2 separate regions of the Zea mays genome follow, and region 2 is linked to region 1. Evidence: chromatin contacts called from public Hi-C data. All regions are on one chromosome and are shown on one strand. The core of a region is the stretch at or near the end of the contact, and the rest is flanking DNA. Distances in the headings are between cores, read along the strand shown.

Region 1 (5,802 bases), core at 1,241-3,740:
CTATCTGCAGAGGCCTTTGTTCAATTTCAAGAGTTGAATGGTTGCTTGGCTAATCTCCCACATAATAATCAGAGAGACAAATGGATCTGCACTACTTCTTCTAGCTTCTTTTCATCACAAAAGATTTATTCTCACTTGATGGGCAACCAGTGGACACATCCCATCTACACTTGGCTGTGGAAATCAAAATGCCAACCCAAACACAAGGTCTTTTTCTGGCTCTTACTTAAGGACAGATTAAATACCCGGGCTTTTCTGAGACAACGAGCTATGTTACTGGATTCATACACCTGTGACAACTATATTCTACAAGCTGAAGAGACAGCCACCCATCTTTTTTTCCGATGCTGTTTTGCTAGGAGATGCTGGTCCTTTATAGGAATCTCCCCGTCACGATCAACTGACTTGATCAACACCATTCTAAGGATCAGAAGACGTTGGCAAGTCCCATGGAAACTTGAAACTATCATTCTATTAACCTGGTGCATCTGGAAAAGCTGAAACAATTGGGTGTTCAATGAGATTCCGCCCACGGTGGAAGAATGTCGGGACATGTTCAAAACAGAAATGAACTTATTGTGTCACCGAGTTAAGCCAGTGAAAGGAGATAAAATTAAAACCTGGATTCAGTGTTCTATTCTGTAATTTTCGTTCTCCTTTCTGTATCTACTTTCCCTTTCTCTCCTCATGCAATAAAAATACTGTAGGCTCTCCCTACAGTAATTTAAGTTTCAAAAAAAATCCCTGCGGGGATCCCCACGAACGTGGACATTTCTTCCCCATCCCCGTTACCCGCGGGGATAAATCCCTGTCGGGGATCCCCGTCCCCGCTTAAATTATAAATAGATCGTACTTCATTTGTTATTAATATAAAACCTTGTCACTTATACACATTGTTAGATGTAAAAATCATTATGTGTACATTAAAATGAATGCATTTATACAACGAGTAATCTCTTGGCAAGATAATTATTTATTTTATCATTAACTATTATATGAAAACATTGTGACATGTAAGTTTAACGGGTCCCCGTGGGGAACGGGGATCCCCGTTTACCCGTCGGCGAAGAATTTTCCCCATTTAAATCCTCGCGGGAGAAGAAATTTTTCCATCCCCATCCCCTAATAGAGGAATTCCCTACGGGGAATCGGGGATCGGGTCTCCATTGCCATCTCTAAGTGGGATTAGAGAGGATTGAGGAGGATTAAATCTCTTTCTATTCAAAATTGAAGAGGGGAGATTTATTCCCTTCCAATCCCTTTAATCCACTCTTAACCAAACAATCCCTAAATTGGATATTTTTGTCCTTGCCACAATGTCGTTTTGCATGTCAATATTTATCATAATACTTTTGTCACCACTAAGTTGTCCTTGTTTATTACTAGTAACTGCAAAGCTATTAGGCACTTTCCATTTCACAAATAAAATGTTATATTTCAATATTTGATTAAAAAATAAACATTATCTAGACACTGCACGTTGTTACTGTTTCTATTTATGATAGAGTATAGAATATAAAACACAAAGTCACAATACATACATATTATGTTGTCTAGGTGGGTGTGAATATGGCTTTAGAGTCAATAACCATTGTTCGAATCCTCATTTGTATGTAATTTTAGTCTTTTATCATTTAAATGTGAGGGGACAAGGAGAGGTGAATGGAAGGAGTGAAAAGTTTTTAGGCTTTGGAGTGAACTATTTTGGGCCAACATCAGGTTCTTTCTAGCCCTTGCGAAAATTGAATCTGGTCCAACATTATAATACCGTGTCCAACAGTTTATCTATATGATCATCTAAAACATTGTTTCACACTGTAGACTGCACTATTCACAGAGTGAAGTTTGAGTATTAGTATATGGATAAATAAATTGCTGAAGATAGACTAATCAATTGATCGAAGTACTAGTAATCTGAGCTGTATTTTAATAACATCAATAGTTTCTTATCCGGAAAGGTGATGACGTCTGGATCTAGACATGAACGTGCAAGACAATATTTTGCAAGCAAGGAACACAGCAAAAGAGCAGAATGAAAATGCCTAAACAATTGGAGAGGAGGCACCAATCAGTCTCTGTTCAGGTTGAGCGGTCACCTGTGCCGCCGTCCACTCCATTTTATATTTTCAGCAAGCAAGATCTGATTAATTAATTATTATTGTGTCAGCCCAATTGCCAATTTGGCCGCACCAAACAGACAGGAGAGTGACGAGCGAGAGCAAGAGGACAGAGGAGTGAGAAGCGCAAGTACAAAAAGCAAAAGGGCGATGAAATTTCCATGCTCCAATGATTGTGCAGTCACCAACAGCTCAGGATTTCATTCTACACCAATCAATCAAGATTAAGAAAGGATTTTTAAGAGGTGGGCTGTTATATGTCTCTGGGACGATGATGGCTCTACTGACTAACCAGATGCAGTGTTTATCAAGTCAGATGTAATTTTTCAATGACGGTGTCAGAAAAGGACATTGCTTTGCACTAACAAATATCATTACGGCAATAATGAAATGGGAGCCTTGCAGCTTGCGCCACCAGAGAGCTACTAAACACAATTCGATCGAGAGCGAGCGAGCGAGAGAGAGAGAGAGAGAGAGAGAGAGAGAGAGCAGGGCTGAAGAAGTTGGAGGAATCGCTGCCAGTGGAAAGCGGCAGCAGCAGAAGCAAGAACCAGCAAGAAAGGGGAGAGAGAAAGCCGAAGGACTTTTCCTCGGATTGCATCCTTCGCTTTTGAGGGAAGGAGAAGGACCCTCTCTGTCCTCGCGGGGGGCGGCAGGAGGAGCAGATGTTCCCGCCTGGCCTGATCCACCACCGCCCTGACGCTACCGCTCCCGGCGATGGGCCACCGCGCTCCGGCCCCGGTGGGCCGAGCCTTGTACTGACGGCGGACCCCAAGCCCAGGCTACGGTGGACGGCCGACCTCCACGAGCGTTTCGTCGACGCCGTGGCCCAGCTCGGCGGACCCGAGAGTGAGCTACCCTCTCCTCCCTCTCCAATCTCGCAACTTTGGCGGTCCTTGGTTTTGGCATTGGAATAGAGAGCATTGCGTGCTTGTTGCCTTGTTGGTTAGTGCATCCATTGGGTGTCTTCCTTGGTCTCTCGGTAGCCGAGATTTCGTGGCGCGCGCGAGGTTCCGTTCCGGATTGAGGATGCTTGCGCTGAAACCGTCGGAAAGTTTTGATCGTTAGTGTACAAATCCTGGAATTTAGGCTCGAGCTAAACGCAAGTCGTTTGGATAAGTGCGCCGTGCATTTGCGCTTCCGATGTCAGATCTAGCGTGCCCGAGGTAACATGGTATTTGGGGCGTGCATGAATGAAGTTTATCTGCTTTCTTGCTATGGAACATATTGAGAGATGTGGCCTGTGTTTCTGCTGCATGCAGAGAAGATGGGTCATGTTCATCGTGTCCGGTCATTATGTTATGGTGACCTGTATTGATGAAGGTTGATTAGTGTGGATTTTTTAACGTAATTGTTGAACGCAAAATGTGACATGCGGACTGTCCGCCCCGGGCAGGACGGCCCGCGGTGGTGACGCGGACGGTCGGCTTTCCGGATTTCGGCGCCAACAGTAATGTTGGCTGCTGGAAATTGATCTGTTGGGGCTAGCAAGAAGTGTATAATGTTTTCTCTGAGATACTCCTCTCTTCAAATTATAAGTCATTCTAGTTTTTTTAGTTTTTAGGTACATAGCTTTGCTATGCATCTAGACATACAGTTTATCTCAATGCATGGCTTTTGCTATGCATCTAGAAAAACCAGAACAACTTATAATTTAGAACGAAGGGATTGCTTATTATACACAAGCTTGGCTCTTGCATATTTGCACTCTATATAGTTTTTTATTGTTCAAATTTTAGGTTTCAAGCATTTTATTTCTGTAATTTTTTATATAGATTCATTTTTGGCGCCAAATATCCTGGAAATTCAGCTATAATGTCAAACATTCAAAACAAAGGAAGTATATGTTTCCTTGTCGTTTTGGTGTTCCACCGTTATTTTTTGTGTGAACTGGGGCAGAGCAGTCACCACTGCCACCGGGTCCATTTGGATGTCAAATTGTCCCTCCAAATGGTAGTATGCAATTAGTCATTTGCTATCACGGAACTAGGAGAGCACACTAATCTAAATTCTTGTTTCTTGTGTTTTGAAAATATTTTTAATGAATGAATAATTTTGCAGAAGCAACACCAAAAACTATCTTAAGGACGATGGGTGTCAAGGGTCTTACTCTTTTCCACTTGAAGAGTCATCTTCAGGTACTTCATCATGCTCACATGTTCCTCAAAAGTCTTAAAAACAACTGGTTCTAAATGTTTCTCATGTGATCAGAAATATAGGTTAGGTAAACAATCTGATAAAGAGGGGTCAGAGCAATCTAAAGATGGTAAGTTGTTATCCAGTTAATGTTCAATTCTTTCTGTGGTGTTTCTAATTTTTTTTATGATTTCAAAGTTCAATTTGAATCAACGCAACCTGTATTTTATTAACAGGTGCACTTTTTCTTTATGACACTCTGTATGATGTTTATTGCTATTATGATTGATCAATGGTCTCTATGTGTTAGTTTCCTTATTGTTTTTTGTGAAATGATATATCACCTATGTGTGAACATATAGTATGTAGTCTTTTATGAAAGATGGAAGTTGATGATAACTTTGTAAAGGAGAATCTGGTCTTTTCCTAGTTATAAAATGGACATCTGTTGTGGATCAACAGCGTCTGTGGTAAGGATGCAGAATGAGACTAATAAGGAAGACTACAGGAAGGGTCAGAGTAGTCTGTTCTTATGATGACTAAATATGCAGGATTTTTTAGTCATAGTGAGGCTATGGTTGATAGGGATGCAGAGCAGATTGATACTGCCGAAATTACTGCATCATGGGAGGTAGAAGAGATGGCCTGGACATTTGTTACTTGATTAGGATGTTGGTGCTAACAATAATTTGTAAAGGGATTTGGTTATATGCATTTCCAAATGCCCTATCCAAACACAAATTGAACTTGCCTCATATACACCTGACACCTCACATGAGTATACACACGTGTACTTCTAAAAATGATACAGTGCTGATGCATATTGTCATTCTTTGCCAAGGCCTACAAGAGTATGTTCTCATTTTCAATTTCAATTTGTTTTCCTAGTGCAAATCAAGTTGAAGATTTGGATTTACCACTCGGTGGCTTGACCTCAGTTAGGTTGAGTGTGGATGCCAATCATCACTGTTCTCCTGTGATAGAGTAATGAACCATGCAGCATTCGGATATGTACCTAGAGGGGCGGATGATGATCTGCTAGTGCGAATATGATCCTTCAAATTCATCAACATATATGCTCATGAGAATGTTGAACCTTGAGACCCAAGCTGTAGTACAGGGCTATGGACATAGTAAAGACTACAGATGTAGCAGATTTTAGTTAGATCTGTGACTCATAATAAGACAAAATTAGCTCTTTCAGTATCCATCCACTTGGAATAATCTCCACCCTTTCTGTGTTTTAATATTTTTAACTTTTTTTTTGAAGGATCACCTGACCACCTCTCACTAGAAGAATTTGTTTAGGAAGAAGCATGTGACGGTTTGTTGGTGAATATTTTTTTTTCTTTCTCAAATATGCTGGAGAACTGTGTATATTGCTTTAAGACGAAAATTTAAATATTTACAATAACCCCACACACTAGACAAACTTCAGGTTACATACTCGGCAGATATAGAAGATAAACCCGACCAAAGCTAGCTAAATGACCTTAAGTGGCAGCAACCTCAGGTTGCACCAAACTCCGAGCTTCTGCTAAACACCAAA
Region 2 (5,802 bases), core at 1,465-3,964, 320 kb after region 1:
TTAGTAGCACAAAACAAGATAAACAAAATATGATACAAGAGCATAAAAGGAAAGTTTGTGGGTTTTCTGAAAATGGCACAACGAACATCCTCTCTTAATGGTAAATATCCACAATTCTACATAAGCATTAAGCAAATTATCTAAATTTGCATGCCATGCTCAAGAGTTGACAACCTGTCAAGCCCCATTCCATGTTTTTTCTATGTTATATTTAATGCCATAATTGCATTCCATAATATTTTCAGTCGTGGACTATTATTTTTCAGTCTTAAGGTGGCCATGTTTACACATCTTGTTATACGTGCCCTAATAAGAGGTAGTATTCAATGTTTCAATAAGTACACCTCAGGTGCATCACAGATTCATAGATGCAAATCAAAAGAAGCAAAAGAGGTACAATATCTGAAACATGAATATTGCAAGCCAGCTAGCAAGGGAACATCAGGAGAAACCAACGATAAAAAGGATATGTAACATACTAGCAGCAAAAGGCATAGATTGGTCATATTCTTTTGTGAAACTCCATTATGATGTAATCTTGTATATCAATGAATTGATTTAGGAAGCAAAGACCCCTTGTATTGCTGCCTCACACATTAGGATTCACGGAATCTCCATCGAATCTTATAGATCAGTTGCAACCAAATAAGTGAATAATGAACCTTGAGACCAATAATGACAGACCTAGTGAACAACCAATGCTAGTGATATATGATTGCTGGAACTTGAGTGTTTTGAATATTTAAGGCATGTTTGGTTCCCTGCCTAACTTGCCACACATTGCCTAACTTTTCTGCCTAAGGTTAAGTTCTTCAATTTGAACGACTAACCTTAGACAAAGTGTGGCGTAGTTAGCCACGAACCAAACAGGCCCTTACTTTGCCCGATTTATAGGTTGATAGTTCCATACTGTCTAAGAGGTGACCTCAATTGTGAAACAAGATGCCTGCTATTTGTGGACCATTACCAAAAAGGCTCTCTGGAGGATAATCAGCTTGAAGCCACCCGTTTGCATAGCATATCAATGGATGAATAATGTTTCCTCAGCATAAAAATAAGAAATCATTTGGACATAATCATGCTAACTAGTGAATGAAAGCAAAGAAATGTGAACCAAGGCCTCATGGACTTACGTGACATATCCATTGTTGTCAATGTCTGCAGCAAGAAATTCAGACACGGTCATGTCTCTGGACAGCACCCAGTTGGCCATGGCTCGGTGCCTCTTGTCAATCCTCATCTCTGCCAAGTAGAGGAATGCCCTTGCCACAGCCAGGGTGGACACGAGCAGCCAAGCGGATGCAAAAAGGCGCCCAGCCAGTGTCCGGAACGCCTGGTCCCCATAACCAACTGTGGTCACCGACATCACGGCAAGATAGACGGCGTCGAGCCACCCCAGGCTCTCCACCCTCCTGAGAACTGCAGCCCCGACACCCACGCAAACAGCCACGACGCCCAGCGCGAGCGCCACCTTCATACGGATGCGCATCCTGCCCTTCTTGACGTCAAAGATGTAGTTGTGGCGGTGCTTGCGCGCAGAGGTTGGGTTCTTGAGCGCGGTGATGAGGAGATGCTCCTGTAGGTCGAGCACATAGGAGACCATCCCGGAGAGGAGGATGTCAACGAAGCCGAAGCCGATGAGGACGAAGGAGATGGAGAAGAGCTTGGCGGCGGGGGTGGCGGGCGTGATGTCACCGTATCCGATGGTACAGAGCGTGACGATGCAGAAGTAGAGCGCGTCGGCGACGGGGTGCGTGGGTCCCGCGGAGGAGCTGAAATTGGCGGGCGCGGCGGCGTAGAAGGTCACGCCGAGGGCGAGGTAGGCGAGCAGGAAGAGGAAGGTGTGCAGCACGATGGAGGGGCGCTCGGGCGGCGCGGGAGCCTGGTCCCCGGCAGCGGCTGCGGCCGCGAGCGTCACGGCGCTGAGCGGCGCCATGGCTGGGGCGGTGCGGGAGCGGTGGAGGTTGGTGCGGGCGCTTGCGGCGTTGGCGATGAATTCGAAGAGAGAGGACGCGCCGGCAGCGGCGGCGGAGGAAGGGTCCTCGGGGTCCGACGGTGGCGAGGGCGGGGACGAGGAGCAGGAAGGCAGGTCAAAATCGTAGAGGCCGTCCACGGAGCTGCGGCGGCGGTGCGCGCGGTGCGAGTGCGACGGGGGAAGCGGAGGGGGCGGCGGCGGCTGAGGCGGTGGCGGGTGGGCGCCGAAGATGATGCGGTCCTTGTAGGAGGAGGCCGGTGATGGGCAGGAAGGGGATGGCGGCGGGGAGAAGTGGAACACCTCCGAGTGCTCCGGCAGCGAGTGGAGGAGGTGCGCCGGCAGCAGCGGCTCCGTGTCCATGTCGAACGGGCTCTTCTCGGACTCAGGTTCCGGGAAGCAGAGAGATGAGACGGCGGTTGGACTTGTTGGATTCCACCGATTCCTTGGGACTGTGGGGACGCTATGCCGCTATGCGATGAGATAATTGCCATTATGGACGAAGAGAGGAGGGGATTCGACGAAATGGAGGCGTTGGCGTTGGCTTCTCTGTTCTGGAGACGCAGGCGACAGCCAAACTCCAAAACGAAAAGGAGACAGCGCTTGGAACTACGTTAACAGGTATTAGTTTCCTCTCTCCGTTTACCGTTCGCCTACGCAGACGCCGTCTGGCGCACTCGTCTTGAGCTCGCCCCTGGTTCGGCTCTGCGCCCTTGAGCTCCCTTGAGCCCCTAGATCTCCGGCCACCGTGCCTGCTCCCTTGAGCTCGCCCCTGGTTCGGCTCTGCGCCTCCCTGCTGGCCGCAGCATCTGAGTCTCGGGCTCCGGCACGGCGCACCTGGGGCACATCCAGTCGTCGTCGGGGACGGCGTCCAGGGGAGGGTCGCAGCAGTCGATGTGCATGCCGATCCCGCCGCCGGCCTCGTCGCCGCAGATCAGCATCACGTCTCCCCGGTCCCTGCGGCCGCACGCCGAGCAGCTCAGGTCCTCTGGATCGTCGTCTTCCGACGGTTCCGACTTCTCCGCCGTTGCCATCTCTAGCTGCTTCTTCGTGAGTTTCTCCAGGGACATGCTGGCCACGCAGTTCGTCTCGAAGAGAACGTGCCGGTCCAGGGGCTGGCCCGGCTTGCACACGTACTCGACCAGGTAATCGGCGCTGACACAGGGAATGCCGTGGGCCGTGGCTGATGAATTCCTGGACCCACGCGTCTGTTCGTGATATGCTCTCTGATACCACGGCGAAGTCGACTCCAGAGTCTAGGAACCGGGTGTATGGCGGCGATGTTGCTAAAACGGCGCCATTGCCGGCCTTTACTGCACGCTTTACTGTGTCCTGCAAAGAAAGAGGAACTTTAAAATTTAGAAAAACACGGAACATAATCAAACCCCAAAGTACAAGACAATAGGCGTCGTGCTCGTGCATCACTAGTTTCCACAGCCACACTACAAGCCTGTTGTCAAAAGAGCTGGTTGACTATAAGCAAAGAACTATTACCAGAGTTGGTAATATGAACTGTCCGTAGGCAACGATCTGCATTCCGTAGAAGGCGCCATGGCCCATCTGCTGCCTTATGTTTCGCCATTTCCTGGGAGCGTCGAAACTGATTGTTCGTCCATCGTTGAAGCCTGTGCCGAACCATTCAAACGGTTCTTCGTCCACGAACTTGCCGGCCTCAATGCACGAGGTCAAGTACTCTCTCTTCAGTATCCACCTAATTGGAGAAAGAAGCTTTGAGCATTCAGATTTTGTGAAAGAAGCTTTGAGAAAGAACCTTTTCTGAGCACATGCACCATCTAGTCCATCCTCACGCTTAGGATTTTCATTGCCTGCAATGCTCTGAACATCAGCAGGTTGAATAACCTTTTGCTGTCTTGTTTCTAATGTAGAAAGATTGGAGTAACCTCTCAGTGTGCTTTCTTCAGCCCTCTGAGGTGATACCATATGGTTAACTGAATACCCTTCCTGTAAAAATGAATTCCGAGAGGTCTTTTTATAGTTATTTGTGTTCTTGATGTAGTTAGACATGGAAGATGCGATGGCCAGGGGACTCAGATGCTGCGGCCAGCAGGGAGGCGCAGAGCCGAACCAGGGGCGAGCTCAAGGGAGCAGGCACGGTGGCCGGAGATCTAGGGCACCGCGAGCTGCACGACAGGGGAATTCTGAGCTGGGAGCGCGGCAACCATGGCTGGAGCAGGCGCGGCGCTGGGCGTTGGAGACCAGAGAGGAGAGCTGAGGGGCGCGGCTAGAGAAGCTAGGAAGGAGCTGGGCGAGCGGCGAGCCAGGGAGAAGCTGGGAGCCACAACGCTGTGGAGAAGAAGGAGCAGAGCGCGCTGGAGAGATGAAGACCAGGGCGCGGCAGGGATGAAGGAAGAAGGATCGCGCGTGAAGTTAAAGGAACCAGGGCGCTCTGCTCCTTCTTCTCCACAGCGAGAGTTCGGGTGTGCCAGAGTGATGGCGAGGAGAAGAGACGGTGTACAGACGAGTGCGCCAGACGGCGTCTGCGTAGGCGAACGGTAAACGGAGAGAGGAAACTAATACCTGTTAACGTAGTTCCAAGCGCTGTCTCCTTTCCGTTTTGGAGTTTGGCTGTCGCCTGCGTCTCCAGAACAGAGAAGCCAACGCCAACGCCTTCATTTCGTCGAATCCCCTCCTCTCTTCGTCCATAATGGCAATTATCTCCTATGCGATGGACGGATTGACGAGGAGGAACTGAGGAAGGAGAAGGCGAGTGGCCGGCGCGGCGGGAGATGTTGGAAGCCTGCGGCCGCTGATGTCTTCTTCTCGTAGTACTATCCTCCTCACTCCGTAGAAATTACGAGTCTTTCTATAAATCAAAACATAAAGTTTAACTTAATTTATATAATAAAAATAATATTTATAATAATTAAATACTTTATGACTATTTATTACATATATTTTTATAAGACGCCTAATTAATTTTATAAATCAAATATTTAAAATCTAACGAAATCTATACAATAGAATAATAGTATTTACAATACAAAATAAATATTATTATACTCTTTATTAATTATATTTCATAATATATCAAATTAATGTTCTTATTTTCTTAACTTTGTTTACGAATTAGTTAGGTTTGAGATATTTTAACTCTAAAAGTTAAAACCCACTAAAATGAATAGAGTCCTTTCTTTTTCTCGCGTTTTTCTTGATTTTTATTGTTTTGTTCGGTGACATCATTACTTATTGAGAAGAGATAAGATAAGACTACGGGTCCAAGCAAATCCTCTTATGCTCCGTTTGGATGTCCATATTAGAGGAATGGACTTGAATTGAGTTCAGTATTAATTTAGCCAAGATATTGGAATGAGATGTAATTTAAATTTTATTGTTTGAATGTCGTTGAATTAGAGCTTAGAATTGTACGGCTAATTCCACGCAATACAGAGAGGTGACACTCTGAATTGGGAGAGGGAGTTTATAGTTATAATCCAATTCCCGAGAATTGGGTCTCTCATTCTGTTAAGCACCATTTGTGGCACTGGGCACGGCCGGACAGTCCGCCCCTGAGGACCGAACAGTCCGCGATTAGATCGGATCAGGCATAACTAATCCCTTTTCACGTGTATTTATCTCTCTAAATCCGCGGCTGCTGTTGGGAGACGCCAAGGAACGGGTCAAGACTTTCTTCCCTTATATATATTAAGGGGTATGACCAATTGCAATCACCAACAATTGAACTATAATCAATATACCTTCTGTTCTTTACTTTTTGCCCTAGAAGTAGACAATAACATAGCTTCTTCTCTCTAATGTTCACCTCTCTCTGGCTCTACGTCGTATAGAGGCATCTTGGGTGGCCTGCCGAT

The links. A called contact is a pair of places that touch in the nucleus more often than the background predicts.
Region 2: a Hi-C map of ear shows a contact between it and region 1, with 2.8 times the contacts expected there. The contact joins the promoter of LOC103632543 here to the promoter of LOC100282824 in region 1. A contact is called at or near these places in 2 of 25 Hi-C or Micro-C datasets (ear and leaf).

The regions. Positions count from the first base shown.
Region 1 is chr7:87,483,146-87,488,947 of Zm-B73-REFERENCE-NAM-5.0, forward strand. It overlaps LOC100282824 (myb family transcription factor-related protein), which reads left to right and starts at 2,491. Exons shown (of 6, transcript NM_001412424.1): 1 at 2,491-2,966; 2 at 4,179-4,255; 3 at 4,329-4,383. The coding sequence starts at 2,783.
Region 2 is chr7:87,807,815-87,813,616 of Zm-B73-REFERENCE-NAM-5.0, forward strand. It overlaps LOC103632543 (two pore potassium channel c), which reads right to left and starts at 2,715. Exons shown (of 2, transcript XM_020541264.3): 1 at 1,134-2,715. The coding sequence starts at 2,335.